2 separate regions of the Anas platyrhynchos genome follow, and region 2 is linked to region 1. Evidence: chromatin contacts called from public Hi-C data. All regions are on one chromosome and are shown on one strand. Each heading gives the region's core, a stretch centred on a gene start, on an enhancer-like site or on the middle of the called end of the contact. The rest is flanking DNA. Distances are from core to core; before and after follow the strand shown.

What was found. Hi-C and Micro-C count contacts between places; a contact is called where the count stands out from the background.
Region 2: a contact with region 1 is called in a Hi-C map of subcutaneous adipose tissue, with 2.0 times the contacts expected there. The contact joins the promoter of FGFRL1 here to the enhancer-like site in region 1. A contact is called at or near these places in 2 of 8 Hi-C or Micro-C datasets (skeletal muscle and subcutaneous adipose tissue).

What each region holds. Positions count from the first base shown.
Region 1 is chr4:73,394,141-73,398,021 of IASCAAS_PekinDuck_T2T, forward strand. All of the region lies in intron 3 of FGFRL1 (fibroblast growth factor receptor like 1), which reads right to left. Among named protein-coding and RNA genes, the nearest start is that of FGFRL1, 100 kb to the right of the region's middle. Within about 2 kb of position 1,886, at least 1 of the 8 cell types and tissues checked has an H3K27ac peak or open chromatin away from gene starts, as enhancers often do. A contact at or near this core is called in subcutaneous adipose tissue, where this site is marked.
Region 2 is chr4:73,496,196-73,500,076 of IASCAAS_PekinDuck_T2T, forward strand. FGFRL1 (fibroblast growth factor receptor like 1) reads right to left here and starts at 1,910. Exons shown (of 7, transcript XM_027455723.3): 1 at 1,307-1,910; 2 at 157-266. The coding sequence starts at 217.

The DNA of each region.
Region 1 (3,881 bases), core at 636-3,135:
CTCCATGCAGAGAAATAATGTCTATTAATAAGATTTGGAGAAGGACAGACTTCTGCTTCTGGCTTTGGGACTTGTAGCACAGGGGCTCAGTTTCCAGTTCCTGTACAAACTTCCTTTGGGAACTGGGACAAGGGCTGTCACTCATCATTTGTCTGTGTAATTGACTTTGCCTGTAAGATCATAGGGGTGAGATACATTTCTTACAACATGTTAGAAAAATGCCCAGCACAACGTGGCTTTGCTTTCTATTTGCACTTCTGAGAATTATCATATAAATACGAAATAACTCCAAACTATTGAAAACTGCTTGGGATAAAGAACGAAAGAATAGCCTGAGGGGGATGGGGGACAAAATAATAGTAATAATAATAATAATAAAAAAAATGCTTCTTGCAAAATATGATGCAAAACAGGAATGGAAAGAATGGTGTCAAAACAAAGACCTGTCTAGATGTCCTGGGGTGGACAAGACAGAGCTCATAGCAGGGTATGGGCAGTAGCCTCCCAGGATCTGGAAAATAGGTGTTGCTGCCTCAATATTCAGGACAGCGGGATGGGAGCAGCACTGAATCCATGCTGTGCTGCTCATCTGTTCCCATATCTGCCTTCAATTGCTCTGGGATGCTGCTGGGGGCTCTGGCAGCAGCTCTTGCTCTGCCCGCCACAGTAGGGCACCTTGATGCAGCAACCACATCTTCCAGCCTCAGCAAAAGTCTATTGCAGCACTCGTCTCATCACCTAGGGGACGATTTACCTGGTGGTGTCCCCCTTGCTACTAGCCACCATCAGAGTGGCAAGAAAGGACATGGAAAAGACACAGCATAGTGCCTGTTCTCCCACAGTAGGAATTTTGGATCCTGGAACATACATGCAGGATTTTCCCTCAGACAGAAAGCAGAAGGATTTATAATCTGAGGAATGAAATTCAGCCTTGGCACAGTCCCAAGCAAGCGGACAACTCAGACTAGACTGAAGCCCCAGGGACTGCAAGGCAGCATCCTGCTTTTTGGCAACACGCTAGATTTTGGCTGTCCCAACATCACACTGCAAGTTAAAGATCCGTAAAAGTCTCCACTTTATAAACCTCTATCCCATGCTATATAAAAATGTACATGGCAGAGAGAGGTAAGTGGAGTGGGAAGGGGGAGAACTAAGGAAATCAAACGCTGTGTGCCCAATGGACGTAAACACTCAATATTGACCTCAATTTGAAACTTTTTTCCTTTTCAGTCCTATCAAATCACCTTCCCAATCATATGCACTCACTCTTTGTCCCCAGGGACACGAGCACAGTTAGCAAAACATCTGCTTGAGGAAAAGCAAAGCGGTGCTGGTGTGACATGAGCTGCTGAAGAAGCACCTGACTGGGATGTGCCACCGAAGGGATGAGTCCAAAAATCACTAATATCTCTCCTTCTGTCTTTTGATTCAGCCACTCTGTGATAACCTTTTGGCTCACCATAAGCCACTTTTCACTTTAATTCCTAAAATAAGGTAATTACGATAAAAACCTGAGCTCAGCTGCTTTTGTCTCAGCCTGAGATCTGCCCCTTGAAGTGAAAGCACTACTTTCTCAGCTTCTATTAAATGATTTTTGCAGAGGAAATTGTTTTAGCAGGAGCTACGCAAATGCTGAATCTTTTGCAAGCTGTGAAGATCCACAGGAACTGAAGAGCTTTTCTCCCATGACTGTTGCATTGTTTTGCACAAGGAAGGACGAACAAGAGGTCAAAAGCAACGCAGGAACAGGAGCCTTTGGCCAACTTTGCCTACTGAGGTCTAGGAAGTCCCATGAGGAATTTGCTCCGCATCGCACAGAACAATGTGGTCCAAAACTCCTGCCCCACCTCCTCAACAGTGGCACAGGGGCTGTGCAGCATGCAAAAAACTGCCTTTAACTATTCCATCCTGTGCTCTGGCTAAAGCATTAAACCAGGTTTCCTTCCATTCCTTAAAGCTCATTGAAAAAAAGAGCCCCGAGCTCTCTGCAAAGACAATATCCAGAAGTGGGTCTTTGACTTCTCTCACATCCAGGACAGGCAGACGCAGAAAAAAGCTACCGCGTCTCCAGGATTACACAGAGAAATTACAAGGAAAATGCTCAAAAACAGTCTTTTGTAATTTCAGAGTGACTCACCACTAAAAACGATCTGAGGCCTTATTTGAAAACTTAGTAAAGAACGGCAGAGGATTGCTGTCGGAGTGCTATTGAATAACAGGGGGAAACAATTCCAGATGTAACGGGGATGGAAAGGAAGAGGGTGCCTCACGCTCCTTCGCAGTTGCATCTTCAGAGGACTCTTCTGCTCCAGCTGAGATTTCCCCCTCTGTGTCCCAACAGCGGAGGTCTGCAGTGCCTGACACACTGCAAAGACGAAGCCCACAACAAATAATAGGGCTTTTGTTTCAAACCAGCTCCAATTCCCATGGTTTCGTTTGAGATCCCTCTCCCCCTTTACAGATTCTATGTTTTGCTGAGTTTTCCTTATATTTAAGTGTCAGCCAGCGAAGAATTGGCAGCAGTTGTGGGACAATTGCTTCTCCTCATCTCCCTCTTGAAGGAAAAAAAAATAAAAAAGGAATTTAAACAGACAGCTTGAATGAAGCAGTGAGGCTTAAACTGTAACTGCACATTTTCAGGGAGCGTGAAGCTGTAAAGTGGAAGGCTTGGGGAAACGGAGAGGCAGCACACCTCAGTATCTAGGTTCACCATGCCACTTGAAGCAGGATTTAAGGGCTGAGCCATCTTGCAGAGCTCTTAGTGACTCCTGCAGTCAAACAGCAGCAGCATGAGTTTGCCCATGGGTGTGCAGGAAGGGTTGGTGGACCCAGGAGACCTGGGATTTTGGAGACCCAGGATTTTGGAGACCCAAATGCATCCTGAGTGGGGCTGCTAACTCCTAAGAGAGCTCACAGCCTGCTGATGGCTCCTCAATGTCAAACTATAAAACGTGAAGAAAACTGTGAAGCCTTGGAGTGAGCCGGGCACGGAGCTCTGTTTTCTTCCTGGCATGGTCCGCCAAGGAAGGAAAAATTCCCTTTCCACTGCCTTTCTACGCAGACCTAGGCGAGCTGCCACAGAGACAAGCACAAACAAAGCACAGATAAATTGTCTTTAATGAACAAAAGGTGGTCCAAGACATGCATTTGCTGCTGGCTCTTTCAGGAACTGGGGTTTGCTACAAGTGGACTCAAACAGCAAACGATTTTTCTCTTTTATTTGAGACCAGAAAATGGGTACTGCTCTCGGGAAGTTTCTAATGCAGTCCTGAGTGCCACAAAACTGCAGCTCTTCCTAATCCCAAATCCTGAGGACTCCTGAGATAGCCAGGAGGCTGGGGAAAAACTGATGCAGGAACTTTTCCTACCTTAAACTTTATGGGCATGAATTTGGATCCCTCCTAGCCTCTCACACACGGGTCCCTGGGACCAACAGCCTGTCTTATTCACCTTCCTATTCCTTTCCATCTTCCCTAATGCCATTACACCTGGTGAAACCCCATGAGTCCCGGGAAATGGCTTTGCCATTGCTCTGCATGAATCCACTGGCTGTGCGCAGGAACGAGAGCTCAGCCCGGAGACATAAACCCAAATATACAGCCGTGGACGGTATGCTGAAAACCAACCCGGCACAGAGAGCTGCTTTTATGGGCAGGATTTGTTTTTCCAAATGGGATTTATTTAAAGGAAAATTGAATGGTTATAAAGAGCTCGCTCTAACAATAACACAGAAAATGAATCCAGTGTTTGCTGCCGGCTCTGCTCCACGGTACGATCCAGACGGAGAAAACTCCTCCAGCGGGGCCTGGCAGCAAGCAGCCGGCCCTGCAGAGCCTCGTGGGGATGCGCCTGGGTGCAGCTGGGACTCGCTGGTGCCTGAA
Region 2 (3,881 bases), core at 660-3,159, 100 kb after region 1:
AAAAAACCCTGCGAGTCCACCTGTGCTTGCGAGACCTCCTACAAACCCCGTGCTCCATCCACAGCCCCGAACCCCGCAGGTATGGAGACCTGCACGTGGGCAGAGGACGAGCCCCGGTGGCAGCGACACCGACGGGGGTCCCCACGGTTCCCTTACCTCTGGCCGAGTCCGAAAACGCAATTATCCCCGCAAACAGGAGCGCAAGCTGCAAGTCCATGGTGAAAGCCAGACCCCTCCGGGTCCTGCGGGATACCGTCCTCTCAGACCTGGAGGCAGGGGAAGGAAAGCGAAATAATTACGTGTTGGGAGGGGAAACAAACCAACAGCCCGCAACTTCGCAGACTTTTAAAGCCTGTTGCAGAGGCGCGAGGGCAGGAGCAGCGAATGAAACAGCGGCCGTACTTGTAATTCATTCCTCAGCGGTCGGCGAGCAAAACTTTGCCCTCCTCTCTGCTCCAACCCGATATAAAATCAAGAACCCACCGCGGCCAGCACGCTACTCTAAGCTCACAGTTAGGGCATAACTCGCTGATATCCCACACGGAGCCAGTCCGGAAAGCAAACAAAACGCTAGCGAGTGGCCATAAAACACGATTCCAGGTTGCCAGTTTGCGGAGGAGCCCGGGCGGAGGGGAGGAGGAACCCTTCCTTGCCCACCGGCACCCAGCAAACTTCGTGCGGCCGCCTCGGAGCTCTCAGCCCTGCTCCGTGCACCCCACAACTTCTCCCACCAGCTCTCCTCGTCCCTCTCCTCCTTTTTCTCTTCCCCCCCAAAAAGCCAAGCCAAGCCCCGCTGCTTTCCCTGCCCGCCAGAGGTGCGTCCCACAGCAAAACCGCATTAAATTATCCGGATTCTTGAAGATGCCTTCGCGGCCAGACGCGCAAGCGGGGTAGCTCAGGTTTAGGGTAATTACCCCCTCCCAGTGTCCCCCCCCTAATCAAACTCTCACTCTCTAAACACTGCCTGAATTCCTCCCCCTTGTAAAGCCCCCGCTGGGAACACCCCGTGCCCCCAGGGGACACGCAACCCGCTCAGCATCCACCAAAGCTCCCTCACCACCAGGTTTGGGGTCACCGTGGCACACGGGGGGGGCACACACACACAAATACACACCCCAAGAAAGGGGCTCCCCCTTTTTCCAGGAGGAGGGGGGCTCAGCTTTAAGCCATCCCCCAGCCGGGATTTACTACGGGGACGCGGCGGGGGATCGCGGGATGGGGTGGGGGCGATGGCACCAGGTGTGACATGGGTTGTAAGTGGGTTGGGGGGTCCGGGTGTGTGTGGGGGGGACAATTAAGGACTTACCTCGGCTGCCTGCGGGGCTCTAGCACCGAGCAATGCCGCCCATCCCCGTCGCTTCATGCTCTCCGCGGCCACGGCGCCCGGCGGGGCGCTCCGCCGCCGGCTTCTACCTCATCTCCAAACCCCCCCCCGGCCCCAAAACCGCAGGGGCTGCCTTCGGGGGGGGGGGAAAGGGGTAGAAGAAGAGGGTGTCCCCGGTCCCACAGAGCTGGAGGGGGGCTCCTCCGAAATCCCCGCAGCCCCCCCGGGTGGGGGTTTGCCAGCGGGGAGCCACCGGCGAGGAGCGAAGGGGAAAGGGGAGGTGGGGTGGGAAGGAAAGGGGGTGATGAAGAAAGGGGGGGTCGTAACGCTGCTTGCTTCCCTTGGGGGGGGGCTGCGAGTGGGGAGGGGGGCAGCGGGACCTGCCAGGGATGCCCGGGGATGCCGTCCCGCGGCCCTCCGAGCCGGAATCCCGTTTAAAGAGCCGGGAGGGGGAAAGGTTAGAGGGAGGGGGGAGGAAGAGGAGGAGGAGAGAAGGAGGAGGAGGAGGAGGGTGGTTAGGGGCCGTGGGGGGGGGGGAGCTGGCGGAGAGCAAGGAGCCGGGCTCGGGAGCAACTTTCCCTGCAGGGCTTTGTGGCGGTGGGGGCCGAGCCGCCGCGGAGGGCGGTGCGGGGCCGCCCCGCTCCAAACTTCGCACCAATCCCGGGCAGCCCCCGCCCTCCCCGCCGAGCCGCCGCTCCCCTTAACCCTTTTGCGGCGGATGGGCCCCCCCCGGACCCCCTCGGACCCCCCCCGGGTCCCCTCATACCCCCCTCATACCCCCCGCTATACCTCCCACCACCCTTTCTCCCCCGCCGCACAACCCCCCCCTTTCACCGTGCACCCCACAAAGTGTCCCCCCCTAGCCCCACAAAACCGCCTTCCCATTAGGAAACCCCCCTGGGGACAAGCTGAGCCCCCCCACAGCCCCCTCGGGGTTTGGGGACATGGGGACGAGGACACGGCATGTCCCAGGGGGGTGACATCCCAAGGGTGGTGGGGGACATCCCACCCTGGCAGCACGCGTGCAGCCCCCCTGGGAATGAACCGAAGCTAAACTTGAAGCAATCCGGCTCGAAAATGAAACTGCTGGGGAGTCTTCTCCTTGGGTTCGCCGCTGAAATTATTTATTTTCTACTTTCATACGGCTCAGCTGATGCGTCCCCGCTCATAATCGCTCTCCGCATGGGATAAAACTCAACCCGGCAGAGCTACCAAAGAGACTAAACAAATGCCAAGAGGGAAAAAAAAAAAAAAAAAAAAAAAAAAGCTGCCTGAATAGCTCCAGTATGTGGAGAGAAACATTGCTGATGTCTTTTATTGGTTCTCCTATTTGATAAGCTCTTATTTCTCTTATTTGATAAGCTCCAGCGTGAAGGCCTCCATGAAAATTAAGGGGTCGCAATGCTCAGTACTGGGGAGAACCCCGACACCCAGGCCAAGAAGCAGCTTTCACGTCCACTTTATCGATTTTGTGAGGATTATGAAAGCACACCCTCTGTTATTATTGTTACTGAATGCTTTTACTCAGCAATTCCTGAGGACATGAAATCTGGCTACAACATATCCAAGTGAAAAACATTTAAGACTAAACATATAAACCCCCCACATCCAGAAACAAACAAAGCAGCTGACAATATCTTTTCTATATATATATATTCTACATATTTTTATCATCATTTTTATTATTAAAGTTCATTAATTTGAGAAATCCCAGATGGGCTACTCCTCCTATCAGGCAATAACTTCAGCCTTGTTGACTTCAAAGATGGTGTTGACTGAGTCAAACCTTCAGGACCCGACCTACGTGACTGCATTCATGCCATGGACCCTGATAAAGTTGCTTCAAGCTGCACCAGGATGAGAGCTACATCTCAAGGAATGATGTGTAAAACATTTCTTTGTAGTGTTTCCTAGTAATTTCACCACAAAGGAGTCAAGGTTTTTGTCCCAAGGACATCGCCATCTAATATATGGTCCCAAAACTGTTTACACAACCTTCTGTTCCCATGCAGAGTGAAACCCAAAGCAGCCTCAGTTTGGGCTCAGAGGATAAATAACCTCTGATGGGCTCTGTTCCTTCCGTGCTTGCTTCTTTACTGAAAAATCTCATGTGTGCCTTTGTGGGCTCCAGCACCTCCCAGTCTGTGGGTGTTTCTCCTCCCAGTGCATCGATAAAAGCAGCAAAATGCCTCCTGCAGTCTTGCCCCACTGGGAAGTTCTGGACGATGGAGCATTACAGAGGCAGCCCACAAGATTTTCTAAAGCATCCAGGTGCCGAAATGCCTTCAGTTTCCCCTTAGGCCTCTGTCTTCAGGCATCCTGAAACTTTTCAATAATTTGACTCCACGTGATATTGTAAAAGGATTGAGCAGAGAGGCAGGGAACGGAGCCCACAGCTTCCAAACCCCACGCTAAAATAAGCAGAGAAGCACCCCTCCTGCCTCCCAAATGTCTGCACAGTCTTTACATTTTTGCTCAGGACTTTGGGAGCCCCCAAAAGGCAGCCTGAAACCAGGCCATAGACTTCATCCATCTTGTTCACCGTACAGCAGCGCGG